2 separate regions of the Mus musculus genome follow, and region 2 is linked to region 1. The links are chromatin contacts, called in public HiChIP or PLAC-seq maps. All regions are on one chromosome and are shown on one strand. The core of a region is the stretch at or near the end of the contact, and the rest is flanking DNA. Distances in the headings are between cores, read along the strand shown.

Region 1 (6,962 bases), core at 4,365-6,864:
TATTGTTCAGGCCCCAACACTTTTAAAAGAAAAGCAAAAAACGTGAAAAATAATCAACCAGGAATAGTGGCACAACTCTGTGATCCCTGCACTTGGGAGGCTTGGGTAGGAAGACTAGAAGACTAAAGGAGGCTTAGCCTGCCTTTAAAATGCCCTGCTGAGCTCTCTGTCCCTCACAGTTTATAGATAGCAGGCTTAAAAGACGGGGCAGGGTTCTACCCTCCTCCTAAGTACTAACCTTCAGGAGTTTGAACCGAGAAGCTGGAACAATGAAGTGTCTGTTCTGCTTCTTCTTGCAAATGCTACAGCTAGAGAGAGAGCAAGGGTCGGACCGTGAGTGTCATCTGCATTACCCACAGGCCCAAGCAGCCCAGCCCAATGCCTGCAGAACCAGCTGACCTCAAGTGGGACACCCTTCTCAGCACCATCCAGGGAAGAGGACTTAGGCAGCTGGACAGGCCACCTGAAGCCTCAGCTCTTCATGGCAGTGAAGCCTACTGGTGACAGAGCCAGCAGGGGAGACCACACAGCATTCAGCACTCCTGGACCTCATTTCTGCTGCCCCCCCTCCCGACCCTGAAGAGAAACAGTGGACTTAAAAGACACTCAGAAAATGGATTTCAGACACTGCTATACTCTTGTGCCTCTTCAGACGGGCACATCAGAACCGAGGAAGGAGCCTTAGGCTTCCTCTAGTTCCACATAAGAAAATCAAGCTCCAAGCATTTTACCTGGAAATACCAAACTGGAAATTGAGCCAATACCTAGTTTTTGTTTTTTTCCCAACCCACTATTTTTGTCTGCTTTTCTCTCTCTACCCTAGGGACACTGAACCAGGGCATCAAGCGCACTAAGCAGGCATTCTACTTCTCAAGTGCACCTCCACCTTTTCTAGGAAATGTAACTTTGGGACAATAGATGGCTCAGCAGTTAAGAGCGCTAGGTAAGAGTAGCAGTAGACTCTGGTTCAGTTCCCAGTATCCATCTGGTGGCTCACAGTTCCAGGGTATCCAACACCCTCCTCTGAATTCTGGGGGGTATGTGGTGCAGATATGCATTCATGTAAAATATCCACATGCATAAAAGAAGTAAGTTTAAAAATTTTTTAACTTTATTCTGTTCTTTGAGATAGAGGGAGGGGTCATGTTAAAATTTTAACCTTGTTTTATTTTTTGAGACAGGGCTGGCTTCAACACTTACTATAGAGTTGAAGATGGCCATGAACTTCTTTGCTTGCTTGAGAGAAGAGTCTCATGTACACAAGCTGGTCAAAAACACTGATGCAGCTGAGGACACAACCCTGAACTTCTGATCCTCCTGTCTCTACCTCCCCCTGGGACTACAGGCATATAATCATGCCAAGTTTATGCAGTAGTGGGAATCAAACCCAGCTTTGTACATATTAACCAAAGGCTCTACCTTCAGCCCTAATTTACACTTTATTCTGACTTAGTATAGAATTCTCCAAGAAATTATGCCATAATGCTTCTTTCAAAATCTGGACTTCATTAGTGGCCTAGCCAGTTCTACACTTGAGGGGTATTTATGATTTACATAATAAATAATAATTATGGTATTTATTATCCATATAAGATTTAGGTACAATTACAGGGAAAAGAACTGGACCCTCTTGAATAAGTACATGCCCATAGCCAGTCCAGAAGGTAAAGCCTGTTCCTCTTCTATTATAATGCCAGGGAAGACGCTAAGAAGCAGGCCTTCGAGGGAGAGATGGCTCAGCAGTTAAGAGCACTGACTGCTCTTCCAGAGGTCCTGAGTTCAATTCCCAGCAACCACATGGTGGCTCACAACCATCTGTAATGGGATATGATGCCATCTCCTGGTGTGTGTGAAGACAGCTACAGTGTACTCATACATAAAGCAAATAAATAATCCAAGAAGCAAGCCTTCCACTGTTGGTGGTGGTACCATGGGCCTCATGCCAAGGACAGAGAGAGATCCAGCACACAAAAAGCTTCCAGGTGCAAATACACTCCACCCGATTACTTCCATGTAGTTTCACTGACAGACTCCTAAGAAGATTCCACTCAAGGTGGGATTCCCAGTAACCCAACCGGGAATTACTGGCAGCCTGATCCACCTCTGCTAATCACCCCTAAGTCAGTGGGATCAGTAGGAGGCACGAGCCTATAAGCCACAGCCCTGGAATCCCTGCTTTCTGTCTCCTGAACTGCGCTGCTGTACAACTCTGTGGTACACACACACACGGGCTCCCGAACACACAAACTGAGGGTGTTACTCTGAATAACTCAGAATGTTTAGCCTTCTCCCACTCTAAAAAAAAAATATCCAGTGAGAAGACTTGGCAGGTAAAAGTACCTACCACCAGCCTAGTGACTCCATCCCACAAGTTGTCCTCTGATCTACGCACACAGTAAAAGAATTACATATAACACTTTTTTTTTTTTTTTTTAGTTATCACTGAAAATTTCTAGTTGTACACATGGCAAAGAAGAGAACAATGAACCCTTGTGTCCTCGGTACCTGATGTAACAGTTATCAGCTCATGGCCAACACTGTCTCATCCAGACCCCGACTCCCCACATTGGTCTGAAACATGGCCTATTTTGCTCTTCAACTCTTCTAAGCCAATTTGAGAAGATAAAATACTCACTTGCAGTCAAAGATGTGTAAGTCTGCTGAAGCCCAAACTTCAAAACGAACTGCTCCACAGTGGCAGCCTCCTGTGTGCTTCACCAGGCCCTGGTACTCACTAAATGAAATAAAAACTAGAGCATAAAAATTTCTAAGAGACAAGCAGGGGTTTTATGGCCTGGCTCCTTCACGCTGACTTTTTGTTCTTAAAATAAAGCCAGGCTCATTCATATATATATATATATATGACATATATATATGTCATATATATATATATATATATATATATATATGACAACCAGGTGCATCTCATAAAAGAGGTTCAGTATTTTCACTGGGAACTGTCTTGAATTTTATGACTGCAAAATAAAATATACCCAGAATTCAGTAAATATGAGGCTATGAGAGAAGTCTGGCACATTTGCTCCCACTCCCAACATTTTTATTTATATGTCAACTAATTAGTTTTCTTTCTTTCTTTCTTTCTTTCTTTCTTTCTTTCTTTCTTTCAATTACAAGCTTAGGACCAAGATAAAAACTTTACCAGCCTTAAGCAGCCACTAGGCAAACAGGCCAAATAATATTCAGTTTTGATTGTAATAAAGATGGTAACAAGTGGCTATGAAAAAGTAAGACAGGTCGCCAAGTTGCCTTCTGCGGGGCAACAAAGGCTCCTCTAACTCCACTCACTCTCCTCACGCTTCCCAAATCCATGGCTTTTCACACAACTGTATACAGTTGGAGCCAGCCCCATAACTCAACAGTAAGATTCAGTGGACATCCTGAAGCCCCTTCCCCAAAAGACTAAATATTCTGGCCAGAAATAAACGAGACAATGTTTCGCTGTGACTTCTGATTAACCACCACAGGGAAAAACAGCAAATAGCCGCTTCAATTTGCCATCTGACTAGAGGCAAAACTGAAAGCTCGCCCAGGTTTCTCTAACAAGTTAACATCTCATTTTCTTCTTCTATATACAATGTTTATTGTAAAAAAAAAAAAAAAAAAAAAAAAAAAAAAGCCAAACAGTTTAATAACACATTGAGAACCCTCCACCCCTGTGATCATCCCACTTAGAGAGCCCGTATTTGCTATCCATTCCTCCAATTTTTTGCGATATTGGAACCAAATGTTAGTGTATTTAACATACGTTTTCTTTGTATAAAAGTTAGCTTAAAAGACCATAGAGTGGATGTAAGCAAGCATACAGCACGCTATTCTGGTGAGTGAAATGCCTCTTTTCCTGCCAATATTTTTAGTATCTTTTTTAAAGATCATTACCATTTTGTTTTAGGGGAAAATATTACCTAAAAATTTTTGCTTTGTGTGTGTGTGTGGGGGGCTTTTTTGTTTCCTTTTGAGACAGGGTGTCAGTGCAGCTCAAGCTGGCCTCAAATTAACTATGTGGTCAAGGATGACCTTGAACTTGTAGATCTTCCTGCCTCCACCTTCCAAGTGCTGGGCTTACACACGTGGACCTCCTTCTCGCTGGCTTGCTTCTGTTTTCCTTTCTCTCTTTCTCTTTCTCTTCGGAGAAAGGATCTATCTCTGTAGCCCAGGCTGCACTTGAAATCACTGTACTCCTCCGCCTCGGCCTCCTGAATGCTAGGATTGTCGGCATGTGCTACTGTGCCCAGCTCTACTGAGTTTTATATAGTATCATTTAGATCTCCCAGTAGCTAGTACACAACAGGTACTCCGTGTTATATTTCATTTTTTTTAAGTTTTAACTGATTTTTGTTTTAATGTTTTAAAGCATTCAATTTATAGCCCAAGGGGATAAAATTGAATAAACGAAACAGATAGAAAGCTAACTAAATACTCCAGTTCTTAGAGGATCCACCAAAACCAAGAGAACTAATTCTGGGACAAAGACAAAAGAGCATCTTGTTGTTATGAAAAGTAGTTCAGGTTGTTAAACAATTGTTGGGTTAACGTTAGTTTTCTTTGTCTTTTATTGTTCTTTTTAATTCATCTGCGAGTGAGGGCTATAAGACAAGGGTACTGGGTTTTTCTCGGAGCACAATGGGTAAAGGAGGAAGGGGTTCACATTACATTTGCCAAAGAGCAGGCATCTGGCCAGAGTAGTCATCAGCTCTTTTCCCCAATAACGGACCTCAGATCTGCTCCTTAGGCCACCAAAGAAGCTGGAAGCACTTCAGAAGCACAGACTGGGGGAGCTGCCAGCCCGGACCGGGGATGAGAACATAACACCTTAACTCCCCATTCCCCCTGCAAGCGCCCGTCCTGGACAACGCTTTGCGCGCCTTTCCCTCCGAGATCAATAACCGCACCCTGCACCCTCCCTCCGGGGAACTGATTAGAACAACCGGCCTTCGCTCCTCGGGTCACTAAATTCTCCACTTCGACCTTTCCTCCCGCCCACTCCCCGAAAGCACGTGCAAAAACGGGTAAAACGGTCTTGGTAGCTGGCAAGCCGGGGGATGTCTGTTTTTTCACCCTGAGGGGCCCTTCCGCGCACTCAGCCCGACACCGTCCGGAGCAGCCCGCCAACGGCTCAGCACTCAGCCCTCGGGTCCCGCCGCCCGTGCGCACCTCGCGTGTGCCGGCCCGCCGCCCCCGACACACTCACAAGGTGTCCAGCAGCAGCTTGGCGGCGCCCTCGAAGCTGAGCCGTTGCCGCTTCTGGAACGTCTCCCAGCGCTCCCGCTGCTCCCCCAGGTCGAGCGCCGACACCGAGGCGGCGGGGGTGACCGCCGGCGGTGGCTCCTCGGCGGCCGCCTCCTGGGCCCGCGGCGGTGGCTTGGGCCGCGGCTTTGCCGACGGCTGCGGACCGACCGCCCCGCCCCCGCCCCCGGCCCCGGCCCTAGTCCTGCTCCGGGAGCGCTGCGCGCGGCTTTCGCCGCCGCTCAAGCCCCCGGTGGCCCCCGAGCGCCGCTGCTCCCGCGGGCCGGTGGCCACGGCACTGCGAGTCCGCCGCATGTCTCCCTCAGCCGGGCTCGCAGGCCTCTCGGCTCTGCGCGCTCCCGCCGGCCGATGCGCGTCCCCGCCTCCGACAACCTGAAGGCCCCGGGGGTGGTGCGCGGCGCTCCGGAACACGCGAGCTAGGGACCCAACTAAGAGACCCTGGCCGTGGGGCCGGCCGAGCGCTGAGGGTCTAACGAGACCGCGCCTGCACCTGCGCTTGCAGGTAGCGGTGCCCGTTTGATCAGCGAAGGAGCTTCCAGCCTCCACTGACTCCAACCACACATTTCTAACTGGGGACCTGGGTCAGGCCTCAGTTCATAAATTCACGGCCACATCAGAGCTGGCACGCTTGGGTGACTTCGTGGTTTCCAAGGTGGTAACACTACCAACTTGGCAGAGGCCATCATGTACCTAATGTGAGCTAACGTAGTATGTAAATTGTCGGATATCTGCTACTGGAAGCATAAATGACAGCTGGAGTCAGTTTGATCAATGGTCAACAGGTTTTTTGGTGGTTTTGCAGAACTGAGAATAGGACCCACAGCTTTGAGAAAGCACTCTTGCACTGAGCCACATTCCCAGCCCTAGATTTTGTTTTCAATTTTAAGTAAATGGATCCAGGATTACATTCCATTCATAAGCTTTTGCAGAATACCGTATTGACGTTTAAAGACAAAAATCCCAAGAACCATCCACTGCGGTATCCCAGATAGTCTCCAAACCCTTTCAGTTGTTCTCACACTTTTAAAGAAACGTTTTCTTTTACTCGTTTTTGGTGCATTTTTCATTTTTCAACTTAGTTCTGTTTTTGTTGATTTTATTACAATATAGAGTCCATTTATTATCTTTAATGATGAAAATATGGGTTTTCCCAAATACAGCTTGATTAATTCATAAATCCTCATTAAGTTTTAACACAAAGTTCTCAATAATTGAAACTTCCTAGATGCATAATTTGTTTTGGTGTTTCCTTTGTGCCCGTATCTTAAATGTACAGATTTGCATGCACCAATTCAGATGTGGCATATCCTAGCCACATCTAGACTATCTCCAAAAAGCAAGCAGAAGTGACCACTGTTTTGTTTTGGCTTTTTCTCACTGTGACTTACTTTCGCCTGTTTTGTGTATTTAGAGACAAGGTCTAACCGTGTAGCCCTGGCTGGCCTGGAACTCACGAATAAGGCTCAGGTTTATCTTAGCTCACTGTGATCTGCCTGCCTCCACCTCCTGATACACATTACAGTTTTAAAAATCTTTATTCAGGAGGAGAGCGAAGTATGCGGGTGCATGGGGAGCAGAAGACAGTCTACACCATGAGTTCTCTTCTTGCACCAAACAAGCTGTCTGGTGACAGGCACCTTTACTTGGCTGCCGGGCTTGTTTGAGTCAGGGCTTCATTCTTTAGCCTAGTCTAGTCC
Region 2 (6,343 bases), core at 2,796-5,295, 460 kb before region 1:
ATCTTTCCCATGGCACTTGACTTCAGCGTTCCACAGTGGGGTTTTTCCAGCCTACCTTGTCCAGCTGTAGTTCTCAGCGTGGGCGGGGAGAGGCCTGAAGTCGGTCATCTGACAAAGGGCCTGGAGAGGCTCTTTGGACACTTGGAACGGTATGCAGATAAGGGGGCGGGTCTCTCTTGACAGACAGCAGGAGTTGAGGTGGGAGGGCGGCAGGATGCAGATGAGAGGGGCGGGCCAGAACAGGCAGGCATTGAGGAGCCCGGAGGGGGTGGGGCCCGAGCCTGGTCTGACAGACCACTGGAGCTGAGGGGGGCGGGGCGAGTCATTCAGGCGGGATGTAGATAAAGGGGGCGGGTATTGAGGATTTCCCAGGGGGCGTGGTGCATGAAGATGAGGGGGCGGGGCTCGCCTGCGGGCGCGAGGAGCGGCTCTCTAGCCGCCGGGAACTGGAAAGCGCTCGGCTCTTTCTTTGACTGGAGTGGACCAGTGGACGCTACCGCCTCACCAGCGCGAGCGGGCGCGCGCTGCGGCACGGCAGCCACTCGGTCCGAGGCCGGCGGTCGGCGGCCATCGGGATCTGCCGAACATGGGCAACCACTCAGCGAAGCTGGAGGAGCCCGAGACAGGTCGGTGGGGTGCGGGTCGCGCCCCCTCACCGCCGCGCCCTTCCCCCACCGCGGCCCGCCGCGCAGGGGCTCGAGGCAAGGTGAACTTCCCGGGCCGTGAGTCTCCGCTCTGGAATGCGCTAATGGGGTTGTGAAATTACCTGTGCTGGCTGGGCTGCCAGGCGGGGTGGGGCGGGGCGGGCGCTGCCGGCGGCGGGCCGACCGGGGTCCACCCTCAGCCGCCGGTCCCACCTCGAAAGCTAGGATGGCATCTGAGATGAAAAGTGTGACTTGGCAGTGCTTTTCTGGTTCTTTGTCCATTTTGCAGTGTGTCATTTGCGAAGCACACACTTTCTGGACTCCCACAGAAGGTGGCGACCCGTCAGCTGATTTGTTACTCACGCTCAGACCTAGGACTAGATTGTGATTGTTCTTGACCCCAAGTAATCTGGACCTGTTCTAGGATGCCAGAAACTTCTCGGTTCATCAACTTTTTATTTGCTTGGAAACGAACGAGCTCGGTGGGGAGTGAGCTGGGTTCCGGTTTTCACCTTTTGGTTGTTCGACTGGACTCAGGCACACGTTTAGATGCTGAACACCAACCGGTGTATTCAAAACAGCACTACTGTCACATGAATTAAACGAGATTTAATTTAGCCGCAAAAATGACATCTTGGCCTATTGGAAAGATTTGGTAGCAGGTGACCAGTCAGAAGTATTAAAATTCTTTTCAAAGTAGTAGTGATTTTTTTTTTTCAGACGAAGCCTTTTTATTATCTAAAAAAAAAAAAAAAATGCTTCCCATTTGTTTAGCTTCTGACTTTGCCTGTGCATTCAACATTATTCCGTTTTTCTGCTCCTTAAGAATGAACACACTCACTTTGTGCACATGGAACCTCTTTAGATGATTCGTTGTCTGTTTTAGACTTAGGTCTCACAGCAGAAACCTTTCTTCCTGGTCCAGAATTTACATGTTGATTTTGGTGCCATTCTGACCTTAGCGGGGGTTCGAAATAGCCCCCAGTCTTGTTAGAGGTGGTATTGTAGGAAAGCCCAAGTTGATGAGTCAAACATTCTGTCTGAGTGCCTCTAAGCAGCACCCCTGGAAAAGGAAAAAAAAATCAAAGCAGTAGTAATTTTAAAGTGTTTAACTTGGAAGGCAGTTATGTTCCCTACTGTACCACCAAGGCCGAAACTTTTAACTTGAGGACAGTATTGAGGCTCTGAGGTGAAATGGTCTTTCCAATAACTTATGCCTTGAATCTAGAGCAGTGCTGCATGTACAACCCCAATCATCTTTACCCCAACCATATCCCTTCATTCACACCCTGGCGTCCTTAGATCTGGACCGCTGCCATTGCCTTCCTGACACTTGTGGTACGTTGGACTGTTAGACCAGCCGCCATTACTCAAAACTCTGACAGCGCCGGGCATGGTGGCGCAAGGCAGAGGCAGGCGAATTTCTGAGTTCGAGGCCAGCCTGGTCTACAAAGTGAGTTCCAAGACAGCCAGGGCTACACAGAGAAACCCTGTCTCAAAACAAAACAAAACAAAACAAATCAAAACAAAACAAAAAACCAAACCAACCAACCAACAACAACAAAAAAAATTCTTGACAGCCACACTGGAATCTTAGGGGTAGACAAAAGAAAAATCTTAGGGGTGAGTTACTGTGTAGTGTACATAGCGGTCTCACACAGCAGTTATCTGAACTTCTTGGTACAGAATGACCAGTAAATGTAAAGTAAGAGTAATCTATTGTTTATTCTACGGAGAAAAGTTTGCATGAGCTAGCTTATTGATAAACTAGGTAAAGGGTATATAAAATTGAAAAAACACTTGTCAGTGCCAAAGAATTGTGAGAAACTCTTCATTCCTTTAGTTAAAAACTTATAAGGAGACTGTTACTTTTGTCGATCAGTTGTTTGATATTCTAATTTCCAAGTGCCCTTACATTTTAAAGCTTCCTAATGACCAAGAAGATCAAAAGATATGTGTATGCCAGTGGTTTATTTTATCTTAATATTTGGCTCGGGTGGAGCTCAGGGCTTGCTGTGCACATGCTAAGCACATGCTCCACCATTCGCTCGAGCCCCAGCCCTTTGTTGTGGGTTTTCAAAGTGAGTATACTTTTCTAACGGGCACATATTCTGACTTGCTGCAAGTAAAGATACTTGATTGGAAATCTTGGTAAAGGCTTTAAAGATTGAACTCTGGGTTGAAAGGATGAACATGATTTTAGCATTGCCTTCATGAAATGCTGTGAAATTTACCAGTGAAATTCTAGGCAGTAGAGTTCTTCTGTTCAGGATGAATGTACAGTTGGTGCGTTGAACTACGATCTGAACAAGTAGCTCTGCAGAGATGAGGGTAGTGGTAAGAGGGAATAGGAGGCCAGAAGCGGCAGAAACACCTAAGTCTGAATCATGAAGTTCCTCTACTGTCTCCTTTGGGAGCTGACACCCAGGAATGCATGAGGTTTATTACAGGAAGTAAGACCAAAGAAAGAGGAAGCAGAATTGATGAGGGAAAACCCTCCAATTATAAATGCAGTTACAGGGAGAGCCTCAGAATCATGCTGATCTGATGAAGTGTTAGCCTGTAGATGAGTTCTACAGCAAAGCTGACTATTAGAAGAAAGTTTAAGCTTTCTGCTCACCAGTCCTCAGTCCTTCTGCTGTTGGTGGTCACTGGCCAAAAGCTGTTGGGGCGCAGGGGATGTGCCTTTACGGTCAAAAGCCAAGTGGGATCCTAGGATCCTGGTGGTATCTGAATGATGTATTCTTTCTCAATTAGAGATTTTAGTGATGTCCCTTTAGGGCTATCTGGCAACAGTACCTCACTCAGATGTTTGGACAAGGACCTTCTATTTAAAGGGTAAACGAGGATGAGATGGCTTGGTGGATAAAAGTGCTACATACCAAGTCTTACTAACTTTTGAATTCAATCCCTAGAATCCACATGGAAGAAGGAGGGAACTAGTTTATTCACTTTTGTCTTCTGACCTCCTCTGTACCACACACAAGTAGACAGATAAATGTAATAAAGAGGAAATGAATGGTATTTCAGACCTCCTTTCAGACCCCTTCTGAGACTTGAGAGGGCTGGTTGGATAAGCCTGTTCTTCAAGTGATGCTCTTACTCATTTTTGGAGGAGTGTTTAGGCAGAAACCAAGTTTCTTAGAGGCTGCTTTTGTAGCTCTGTGGCATCTATACTGGCAGCAAGGTTCTTAAATGTGTGTGGTTTTCTGAGTTAGTTCATCATAACTTTTTGTGGTATTGCAGGTTGGTAAAGAAAAATGATCAAGTTAAAGACAGAAGTTCCATGTTCAAGGGCAGTTATAATTAAAAGAGCACGGTGAAGGCTACACCCCTTACTTGCTACAGGGTCTAGTTAACAGCCTTTCAATTTCTAGGCAGGTTGCCACAGGGCTACAGCCTGTGTACTGTTTAAAGGCATTTGGATAAATCAATGGACAAGCCCAGCCAGCTTGGAGTTGTATTGACCCAGAGGGAGGAGTGCAATTTTATAATTCTGCCTAGAAAGTGAGCTGAGAACTTACAATCGATCCTCCTGCTTTCACTTCCCAAGCTAGCATTACAGGCACAGGCTACTTCTGGGGTTTTTGCAGTGCTGAGGATCAAGCCCAGCACTTTGTGTATGATGAGTACTACAAACTAAGCTAATCCAAGCCCCATTTAGCTTATCATTCTTTTTTATCCTTCCTTCCTTCCTTCCTTCCTTCCTTCCTTCCTCCCTCCCTCCTTTCCTCCCTCCTTCTCTCTCACCCCCCTCTCTCTTTCTTTCTTTCTTTCTTTCTTTCTTTCTTTCTTTCTTTCTTTCTTCCTTCCTTCCTTCCTTCCTTCCTTTCTTTCTTTCTTTCTTTCTTTCTTTCTTTCTTTCTTTCTTTCTTTCTTTCTTTCTTCTTTTTCTTTCTTCTTTCCTCCCTCCCTCCCTCCCTCCCTCCCTCCCTCCCTTCCTTCCTTCCTTCCTTCCTTCCAGGTCTATTTATTTATTTATTTATTTATTTGTTTATTTATTTATTTAGACAGGGTCTCCCTATATAGCCCAGCCATCCTTGAACTCACTATGTAAACCAGTTTGGCCTTGAACACAAGAGATATTTGCCTGCTCTGCCTCCCGAATGCTGGGATTAAGTATGTGTACTGCTGTGCCTGGCTTCATTCTATTTTTTGATATAAGTCAAAGGCATTATTATCTGTACAAGACTACGAAATGTTTTTTATCTTTACTGTTTTTGATTAACTTTCATGGTTCGCCACTAATCCTTTCTGTGAAAGCAGAGGAACTAAATGCATTCTCATGGTTATATCTCGCACGCTTCATCTGCAAGTCATATATAAGTTGTAATTCCAAGTACATAACAATTCCAGACCAGCCATGGCCTGCCTAAAAAGAGACCCTGCCTGAAAGAAAAAAAAGATCTAAATGCATTGTTAGTACCAAAATATACATGGTGCTATATATACCATATACCTGAAAATTTTTGGTATATTTTTATACTAAACTTTTTAATAAACTTGATGTATTTTTTTAAAACCTAAGGGGTAAAGTGCGTGGCTCAGTGGAAGACCATATGCTTGGCATATGCAAGATCCTGGATGACCTTGAACTCATAGAGACCTACCTGTTCCTGTCTCCCTTTCTGTACCAGGGAGGTTTGTGCCACCATTCCCTGCCTATTCTGTTCATCTCCCACATTCAAATCTGCACATCACTTGATTAATTTGTACTTCTTTTGCATTTACACTGTCCAGATATTTTCCTTCCTAATTCCAAAGACCTATGACTGGACAGATTGCCTATTCTTTGTATATTTTCTATATCTTTAAGTCAGTATCTTTCTTGATAGTAAAGCAATGCAATTTTTAAAAATTTAACTATGATTCTCTCCTGGCTTTATCTGACTTATAAGGTCATTCTACTGAAATAATAGAAACAGTCAGTTAATGACACAGGTCACAAAATTTTTCAAATGAGAGGAGAGACCTTTCATACTGTAAGATCATAATCCTAATCTGTATACTAACTGACAAAACACTGGAAGAATTTAACCATGGTCATACACAAGCCATTTTTCCAGAATGTTCATAGACGGTTAAAATGTTGATCTGTTCTAAATACAGAAAGAAAGCATCATTAGAGTTTTAAAGGGAATTTTTACTGGCCACCCCATGACCATAATGTAATAAAACTATAAATAATAAAAGTTGAATTTGTAAAAAGTTCATAAATTTGACTCAATAGGCATTGAAAGCTATTTTTACAGATCACTTAAGGAAATAATTGAAATAGTGATGAGGTTACAAACAATAGGCAGATCCATTCTTCAGAAAGGTTTTATTATCAAGTAAAAAAGAACGGAAATGAGTGAAGTCAGTGCTAGATGAGAACATGCAGAAACAGCCCGCACAGCAGGCCTGTAGTCCCAGCACCAGGGAAGCATATCTATACAGGAAGGTCTCTGGGGCTTGCTGGCCAGTCAGTCTAGCCAAATCCACAAGCTCAAAGAGACCCCTGTCTCAAAAAGCAGTGTCCTAAAGTGGAGATCTTTTTTTCAAAACACAAGGTCATTTTGATCTTTGGTCTAAACACACATGCAGAACACACACACACAATTCATGTTCTAAGGGATTTTGGAGGGTTTGGTTAAGGTAGAATAAAAACCAAAAAATAAATTTTGATAAAATTAAAAAGTAACAAAATCAATTTATAA

What was found. HiChIP or PLAC-seq counts read pairs in DNA pulled down with a chosen protein or histone mark.
Region 2: an HNF4G HiChIP or PLAC-seq map of pancreatic cancer cells shows a contact between it and region 1. The contact joins the enhancer-like site here to the promoter of Cenpv in region 1. A contact is called at or near these places in 3 of 39 promoter capture datasets (cranial neural crest, hematopoietic stem and progenitor cells and pre-B cells), 4 of 115 datasets of contacts at active chromatin or transcription factors (SST interneurons, astrocytes, pancreatic cancer cells and 1 more) and 1 of 9 other capture datasets (adipose tissue).

The regions. Positions count from the first base shown.
Region 1 is chr11:62,533,647-62,540,608 of GRCm38.p6, forward strand. Cenpv (centromere protein V) reads right to left here and starts at 5,615. Exons shown (of 5, transcript NM_028448.1): 1 at 5,210-5,615; 2 at 2,636-2,734; 3 at 239-308. The coding sequence starts at 5,559.
Region 2 is chr11:62,076,611-62,082,953 of GRCm38.p6, forward strand. The region is part of intron 3 of Specc1 (sperm antigen with calponin homology and coiled-coil domains 1); the gene reads left to right. Among named protein-coding and RNA genes, the nearest start is that of Gm39988, 29 kb to the left of the region's middle. Within about 2 kb of position 4,046, at least 5 of the 459 cell types and tissues checked have an H3K27ac peak or open chromatin away from gene starts, as enhancers often do. A contact at or near this core is called in pancreatic cancer cells, where this site is marked.